2 separate regions of the Mus musculus genome follow, and region 2 is linked to region 1. The links are chromatin contacts, called in public HiChIP or PLAC-seq maps. All regions are on one chromosome and are shown on one strand. The core of a region is the stretch at or near the end of the contact, and the rest is flanking DNA. Distances in the headings are between cores, read along the strand shown. Region 1 overlaps Gask1a (golgi associated kinase 1A). Region 2 has its middle 21 kb from the start of 9530059O14Rik.

Region 1 (4,614 bases), core at 357-2,856:
CTCCTCACTGCAGACCTACAAGGCAGGAACTATGTCACCCTGAGATCGGACACATCCGGGGTCATAAAGGAGAACACACAATGCTGGATTTGAAGTTGATGAAGTTGTTGAAGCCTAATGTTGGGTCCCCATTTGTGATGTGGAAAAGGGAAAGAGGATGGTGGTGTCCACAAAAGCTGAATCAGGTTTTAGGCCCTGCTGGCTGAGCAGCAGCTGATGACAGGCATAGACCATGTGGTCACCACCCATGCTTGGTGCAGCCTCCACAGTCACAGGGTGATGGGCCTCAATTCTCTGGAACCCTTTCCATCAGCCTTACCTAACAAGACTAAGACCAAAGCAAGTGATCCATGATGGGCATGATGAGCAAAGCAAGCGATCCCTGATAAGCATGATGGGGATCCCTTGATCCCTGTGAGTGACTCACCCTTGCCGATCTTCCAGGAGGCAGGGCAGTATCCCAGAGAGGGTGTGGGCTATTTGGGCCAGCACACTGATCAGATGTACCCAGACTTCCTGCCCAGGAGCCCCCTTCCCACTGAATCATGTCTGCTAGCCTTACCAACAGGTTTCTTAGACTGTCAGTCACAGAGTGCAGATGGACCCAGGGCCCCCTGACCATACACTCTCCCTCCTGCCCTGATTCCTCAGATCCTAGAGGAGAATCACATAGGCAGAGGGTATATTTAAAGCGGGGCAAGAGTTCCAGGGACACACTGACCAGAGGTTCCCCTCAGGAGGTGCAAGCTTTTCCCAGCTCCCTCAGTGCAGTAGGCCCAAAGCCCAGAGTGCAGTGTGGAGTAAGGACTTTGGTGATATGACCACATGCAGGCCTAGCATCTGCAGAGCAATGGTGTATGGTTAGGGTGTTGTGGTGGTGGTTGTTGTTTTGCCAACCTGACACAAACTAGGGTCATTTTGGAAGAGGGACCCTCAATTGAGAAAATGTCTCTATCAGACTGGCCTATAGGTGAGTCTATGGCAAAATCTTCTTGATTAATGATAGATGTAAGTTGGGCCCCGCCCACTATGGGTGGTCCCACCTCCAGGCAGGTCATCCTGTTGTATAAGGAACTAGGCTGGGGAAGCCATGGGGAGCAAGCTGGTAGGCAGCATTCTGCCATGTCCTCTGCTTCAGGTTCCAGCTTTGAATTCCTGCCCTGACTGCCCTGCATGATGGACTGTCAGCTGTAAGACTGAACAAACCCTTTCCTTTCCAAGCTGATTTCTGTCGTGGTGTTTGTTGCAGTAATAGAAAGCAAATTAGGACAGGCTAGCAGAAACCCTGCCTGCTCTGGCCCATGCTCTGCCCTCCCTCAACACACAGTCGGAGCCAGCAGAGGCCTCTGCGCCTGCCAAGCCCTCCCTGACCATGTCTCGGGCTGCTCCATCCAGATTTCTCGTTATGCAGCATTTATTTGCCAACCAGCATAACACGGGCAACACTGGCCTTCTAAAATGTATGCCCACCTAGATGCCTGGCAGAAAGAGCGTGCCCGCTGAGGTGCCAGGTTGATTATTCTGCCACGCTGTCTGCTTTGTTTCCCCATCAGCTCCAGCAGCAGCTCACATTCCTTCAGGACTTGGCCCTTCCTCCACTCTTTGAAAAAAATGAGAAGTCATCCAAAGAAATGATGATTCCATGTGGTTCCAGAACACAGAGCCAGCCCGGCTGTGCTGCAAACTGTAATTCAACCTGGAGCGTTTGGTTAATGAAGGCCCTAAAAGCTCAGGCTGTGTAGGTGCCACGCTGGGAGCTTTACCCAGTACAGCACACTGGGTCCCTCAAGGCAGCCAAGAGGGACCCCCATTCCAATTATGAAGAGGACAGTGAGTTATCCATGGAGGGAGACTGGCTACTGTGCTGAAGGCCACATTGCTACAAATGGCGATCCCTGGATTTGAAGCCAGGAAGACTGGCTCTGACCATGAGGACAGGCCATGTGGCAGGCATATATTCTCTGGCATTCAGGGCTATAATTTCTTGGATGGGAAAATAGATGACTGAAATAAAACAAGTAAGTAATTTAAACAGTCTGACCCCAGGACCCAGAATGCATTTGACACAAGTTGAGACGTAGTGAGGTCTCTGAACACAAGAATGAAAGAATGAAGCATGAAGAATGACCACAGGGTCCCAAAGAAGGCCTGAGGACCACAGTGTCCCCAAGGAGGCCCGAGGACCCAGGGTCACCAAGGAGGCCCAAGGACCCAGGGTCCCCAAGGAGACCTGAAGACACAGGTTCACCAAGAAGGCCTGAGGATCATGGGGTCCCCAAGAAGGCCTGAGGTCACAGAGTCTTCAAGAAAGCCTGAGGTCACAGAGTCCCCAAGGAGGCCTGTAGTCACTGGCTGGCCCATCATACCCACCACCTGGTTTCAGGAAAGGCCTGGCTCTATTACATCCCAAGCAGAATATCTGGGTGGGACAAGACACTGCAGTTGGCCAAAGAAGGCCACAGGCCCATCTGACAGAGTTGGAAGGCCAGGCAGGGGTGCAGCACAGGGTGTGGGTGGCCCTATTCCTCTGACTAGACTCAGCTGGCTTCTGGGCCAAGCCAGACGGATTTCAGAAGAAATGTCTGGTATTATTTTGGCCCACACCCTTTAGCTGGGACCCTCCTTGATTTCTTTTCTACTTGGCAGCCCAAGTGTCCCAATATTTGCTGGGAGTGAGATTCACTCTTTCTTTCATAGGAACATTACCTTTCTCAGAGAGTAAATTCCTCATGGATCAGGGCCCCCACCCACCCACACACATGCACATATACATAGGCACACACATGCACATGTGTATACATATGCACATATACATAGGCACACACATGCACATGTACATAGGCACACAATGCACATGTGTATACATATGCACATATACATGCATACATCCATGCACATGTGTATACATATGCACATATACATAGGCACACACATGCACATGTGTATACATATGCACATATACATGCATACATCCATTCACATGTGTATACATATGCACACATACATGCATACACCCATGCACATGTGTATACATATGCACACATACATGCATACACACATGCACATGTGTATACATATGCACACATACATGCATACACACATGCACATGTGTATACATATGCACATATACATGCATACACACACAAAATTTAAAACAAATAAGCCAACAAATGCACTCGGCGCGCTGGCGCGTGCTTCTTCATGTAATACCGGGGAAGGGGCTGGATCTCCAGGATCACCTGCCTGCCAGGAAAGCCTAGGTGGCCAGCTCCAGGCCGATACATTCAACAGGCACCTGAGGAATGCAACTTCAAAAGTTGGCAACCCCTGACCTCAGCATGTCCGCGCCCTGTCCAACTGCCCATGCGCATATGGGTGGAGGATATCATGAAGTTAGTAGAGGAGAGTAACAAGATGACCACATAGAAATCACACACAGCCCCTCCATAGCCAATGAGAAGCCATCATGGATGGATGCTGGAAGGAAAGGTCCTGTCTTTGATGGCCACAGGGAGATGAGATGTCCAGGAACAGCTAATGACAAAAGTGAAGGAAGACCAAGTCTTAGGGTCACTGGGGGGAAGGGTTCATCTAGCTTACCCTCGTAACTAACAGTCCATCACTGAGGGGAGTCAGGGCAGGAACCTGGAAGGAGCAGCTTATGCAGGGGTCATGGAAGATGCTGCTTCCTGGCTTGCTTCTCATGGCTTGCTCCACCTTCTTTCTCATAGAATCCAATACCCCGGCAGCTCACTGTGGCCTGGGCCCTCCCCCATCAACCACTAATCAAGAAAACACTTGACAAGAAGATCTCATAGAGACATTTTCTCTGTTGAGGTTCCCTTTTTTCAGATGACACTAGCTTGTGTCAAGTTGACATAAAACCACCCAGGACAGTCCCACTGAAGATAATGCAGATGCTTCCCAGAAACATGGGCAGATGGAGCACTAGGGCCTGTTCCTGGCAAGTACGAAGCAGGCTCCTGCAGTTGGTTGGCTTGGTTTTGAGTCACGGTCTCTCTGTGTAGCCGGCTGTCCTGGAACTTACTATGTAGACCAGGCTGGCCCAGAACTCACAGAGATCCTCCTGCCTCTGCCTCCTGAGGACTGGGATTAAAGGTGTATGCTACCACCATGCCCAGCGTGTGGTACATTTTATGGTGCAACTTTGCCGTCAGTCCACAAAATTTAATTTAATTCTAATAAAGTCCCAGAGGGATTTGGGGACGAAAGAATAAAAGCAACACAGTAACTGTCAAGTCCCATGAAAACACTATCCCAGCAAACTCTGAAAATGAGCAATGAGAAAGAGACACACACCCTCTTGTAATGAAAATATGGTGAGTCTGGTATCTGGAAAAGAACACTCCAGAAACAGCACTACATGCGTAAAGAAGTTGGCTATCTGGGAAAGGTAGCATTTCAAATGGAGGAAATGTATCTCCAACAAACGGCACTGGAACATTTAAGCTCAAAGTACTTCCAGATGGACCCAAGATGGATAAGAAAAAAGAAGAGAACTTTTTAAACAACTGAAGCAAGGGGTGACCTTTTGGGGGGAAAAAAATCACACAAGTCCCAAAGCAAAGCTTGATCATTTTCACAGAGAAAAGT
Region 2 (4,270 bases), core at 616-3,115, 620 kb before region 1:
TTCCCTTAGAGGTTTCTCTGATGACACCAGGACACAGTATTGACACGTGCCACTACAGTGAGACAGGCTTTCCCGGGTTCTCCAGAGGCTGCCCTATGCCCTACCTAAGACATCCTGGTCTCTCCCACATTTCATGCCCAGTGTGCATACCTTCCTGCCAGGACCTGTTTTTCTGGTGACCAGTTCTCTGACACCTCAGCCTCGGGGCAGCCTTCAAAAGACCTAGGGCTTGGGAAGGGAAGAAGGAGGGAGGGAAAGAGGAAGGGAAGGAGGGAGGGAGGAAGAAAGAGGAAGAAAGGAGGGAGGGAAGAGAATGAAGAGGAGAAAGAAGGGAAGGAGTGATGGATGGTAGAGAAAAGGAGGAAGGGGAGAGGGAGGACGTTTCTAAGCTGGTTAAGTAGGTGGTTAACATCACCCAACTATTGCTGTTTTTAGTTCCAAGACAAACTGACTTTTTAATAAATTAGTGGATGGACACACACATACAGGGAAGGAAGGAAGGAAGGAAGAAAGGAAGAAGAAAGAAAGAAAGAAAGAAAGAAAGAAAGAAAGAAAGAAAGAAAGAAAGACAGAAAGGAGGAAAAGAATCTTGATAGAGGAGATGTGATCTGAATACACTTTAACAAGAAAAACATTTTAGTGTGACAAAGCCAAGCTCATCACAGTGGGTGATTTACTCTCTAGATGGACCTAGACTAACTATCCTGGCTTGTCACAAACCCAGGACGCAGCAGGGCTCGCTGAGCTGGTGACTAAAGCAGCCTTTATTCATCACCTTCATGGAAGACTCTTGTGATGAGGTCCACTAATTCTGGGACTTACAGTGAGTAAATCAGAGTCTAGCCTGGGTAGGGAGCCAGTTGGCTGTTCATGTCTTGATACTGATCAGGGGGTTTCATTTAGCTTAGGAGAAGCCCCCAAAGCTATGATCTTTCTTTTATATGTTTTCCAGCTCGGATCCTGTTTATTAAGGGGCCTTTGTAATTATACAACCATGTGGTAGCTATGAATTTTAATTATTTAAGTCATATTCTTTTCATATTATTTGTGAGTAACTGTATCTTTCTTATAAGTAGCAAGACGCCACTTGTCCAATTATTATTTCTCAGCAGTCAGTTTTGCCTGCTTCAGTAAAAGTGTTCAGAGGAAACCTGAGACCTTCACTAAGCCTTAGAGCAGAGTTTCTCACCATGGAGCCCATGGGGGTCAAATGACCCTCTCACAGGGATCACCTAAGACCACCAGAAAACACAGATAGAACATAATAGTAGCAAAATTACAGTTATGACGTAGTAATAAAAATAATCGTCTGGTTGTGGGTCACGACAACATGAGGAACTATATTCGCTCCTAATGTCATAGCGTTAAAGAAGGTTGAGGAACACTGCCTTAGAAAGTTTTCACAAATACCACGCAGGACAGGATAAAACCCATCAAGTTTCAGAATAGCAGTTATTTGTAAAGATACACATAAAAATGGTGAATGTACTTAAAAAGTGGCTTTCAGTGAATACCTGTAAAAGCTCGGCAACAAGCTATTAGCCCCTTCAGGGTCAGCCTACACCACCCAGAGTCCGGCACATTCCAACAGCCCAGTAAACCTGTGAAATAAGTCAGTATGCCCAGGTAACGGCCCTGTGCACGCAGATTCCAGAAGAAAAGAGCAGGTTGAGGAGGTTCACCCCACACCAGATCAGGAGCTGTTTCTTTTGGTTTTCCAAGGCAATGCAAAGCTTCGTTGTTGCTTCCCCCTCCCTCTGTCTTCCCCCTCCCATCTCTCCCCCTCCCAGCTGTAGAGAAAGCTGTGAGACTGTGTCAGCCTGGAGTCACAGGGGCTGGCTACGTCACACACAGCACTAGGGTGATGTCTCTCCCTCTCAAGCTCTCTAATTATTTACCCCGATCAAGCTCGACTGCTGGAAAATCAGCTCTCTCCAGGAGGTGAAGGAGCTGAAAGGCTCTTTTCACAGAGGAACCACGGGCTGGTAGCTGGCATCTGGCCTGCAGGCCAGCGAGCCCCTGTGGGCAGTGTCATGAAATAAATACCCAAGACCACACCATTTTTCTCATTCATCCTCTGGCAAGCATATATCCATTTGAGAAAAACTGGGAAGAGAAGAACTGAGGTACAGAGAACATATAGAGCCTGGGCTCCTAGAACAAAAGTTGCTGTTGTGAAATGCAGAAAGATGGTGCTGAGGTGGCTGGCATTTCTTAGCTAGAGCACAGCTCACAGCTCCTATAGGCAGACAAAGCAGAATGCCTCATTGTTCCCATGGATGGGTGCTGCTCTCTCATTCAGGTTTCCTGAAAAAAAACCAAAATGTTCAGGAAACATGTTAGAATTTGCTTGAGTTCTTATAAAAATAGAAAGTCACCAGCACTGTCAGCTCACATACTCCTCCGACTCCACAGAATAAAAAACCCTAGGAAAAAGAAATCAATGGAAATCAAACAATATCATTTATATCCATCTACTTTGGAGCGCTTCAGGAGAAGCAGCATTTCCTCTAGATGGTATCTGCTTTCCTTCTAGGACTGAAAGACGATTGTCCCGCATGGGCAGATTTTAATTTCTCAGGTCTGAGGTAGACCTTAGGTTCCTGTCTTCTTCATAAGGAACAAGGCAGGCATGGCAGCCTGCAGGGATGTGAGGAATGTACCCCATGAGGCACAAAAGTCACCATTGTGCAATGACAAGGGACACACACACTCCACACTTGGTATTTCTGATTAGGTTATATGTATTTTAACATTAAAATCAACCAGCAGTCTCTGTATATACAGGTACTTCCTATAGAAAATCTAAGCATTTCCCACTTCCCAGGAAGGACGAAGGACTGTGATTCTAAGTCTCTGGTAGATAATTAGACTGCTAATTAAACATCTCTCTCTCTCTCTCTCTCTCTCTCTCTCTCTCTCTCTCTCTCACACACACACACACACACACACACTTAAAAAAAAACTTGTTTGACAATTGGCATTCTAATTCAAGGTTGGCCGTGGAACTCCTGTGTCCAACATCTAACTGAACATCTTTCGGGACTGCCGAGACATGTACTTAACTTCTTTCATGAAACACTGGCCTCAGTATTATGGCACCAGGGTTGACGTCCCTACTCAGCTGCTTGTAAGACACCGGAGAAGCTGTATCAAGTTTTTCACAAAATACAGTGTTAATACAAAGAATCAACAGAATTTTGTAAAGGGTATACATTTAACTAGGTGGGACTATGGTATCATCTCTATTTTAATCATTAAAGCCACCGCCCAGTTGTCTGTGACCCCATTAAAGATAAAAGCTCATCTTAGAAGGAGAACAAAAATAAGCCCTCACGCTATCTCATGCAACAAACCATTTTGTAAGGGAAATTGGAGCACTCTGCATGAGGTTAAATTCATTGGGAGAACAAATATCAATTATAAACTTTTTAATTGGTGATTTAAGTAATTTAAGTGTAGAAAAATTACTTGTTTTTAAGGTAAGACAAAAACCCTACCATTTCCACAGTACTGGAGACAGGTAACCTTGCTCAGACTTAGAATTTTTATCCTCTATAGGAAACTGTTTATTGTGGTAATTACAGTGGAAACCTTGTGGCACCGGGGACGTTTGCATTGCTCGGGGAACTTGCAGCTGCTCAAACATTTCATTCTTTTTGTATCAATTATACCTGCCTTTGCACAGACTCGACTCCAGTTCTGTGTCCCTTAGTGCAAGCCAAGATCCATTTTCTGTCATGTGGCTTGCTCATAGGCTCTAGGCTAGGCTTGCAAGTTTTATTTCCCACAAAATAGTGCAGGGTGCACAGTCCCTGGAGCCTGTGCCACAGTCCTAGCACACAGAGAAAGGGCCCGTGTGGAAAGAGCCTGTGGATCTACTTATGGACTAACTTGGTGGAGAAACTCCAGGTAGCAAGCCCAACCAGCTCAGGGCTTGAGGCTGCTAACTGGGGGTGTCCTGGGATAGAGATGGTTCCCTGGGTCTTGTCTGTCTGCTCAGTCCCTTGGCCTCCTGGTCCTTCCTTTCCTGAGATGCTATTGCCTAGGCTTGGCATGAGCTGCCACGCTGTCATGGCAGTAGCACCTTCAGCCTGAGGGTGCTGTCTGAGTATCTCCTAAGGATGCAGCAACATAATTACAAAAATGGACACCATCCCACATTAAAGTATCAGTGCTGGAAAGGAAAACAAAGCAGGCCCCAGTGTGGCCATATTTATACAGATTGACATTTGCACCACTACAGCAAGCATTGGGAGTCACGGAGCTG

Evidence for each region. HiChIP or PLAC-seq counts read pairs in DNA pulled down with a chosen protein or histone mark.
Region 2: a contact with region 1 is called in an H3K4me3 HiChIP or PLAC-seq map of forebrain, with 5 times the contacts expected there. The contact joins two enhancer-like sites. A contact is called at or near these places in 1 of 115 datasets of contacts at active chromatin or transcription factors (forebrain) and 1 of 9 other capture datasets (embryonic stem cells).

What each region holds. Positions count from the first base shown.
Region 1 is chr9:121,971,258-121,975,871 of GRCm38.p6, reverse strand. The region is part of intron 2 of Gask1a (golgi associated kinase 1A); the gene reads right to left. Among named protein-coding and RNA genes, the nearest start is that of Gm39463, 22 kb to the left of the region's middle. Within about 2 kb of position 1,606, at least 32 of the 459 cell types and tissues checked have an H3K27ac peak or open chromatin away from gene starts, as enhancers often do. A contact at or near this core is called in forebrain, where this site is marked.
Region 2 is chr9:122,591,011-122,595,280 of GRCm38.p6, reverse strand. No RefSeq gene overlaps it. Among named protein-coding and RNA genes, the nearest start is that of 9530059O14Rik, 21 kb to the right of the region's middle. Within about 2 kb of position 1,865, at least 45 of the 459 cell types and tissues checked have an H3K27ac peak or open chromatin away from gene starts, as enhancers often do. A contact at or near this core is called in forebrain, where this site is marked.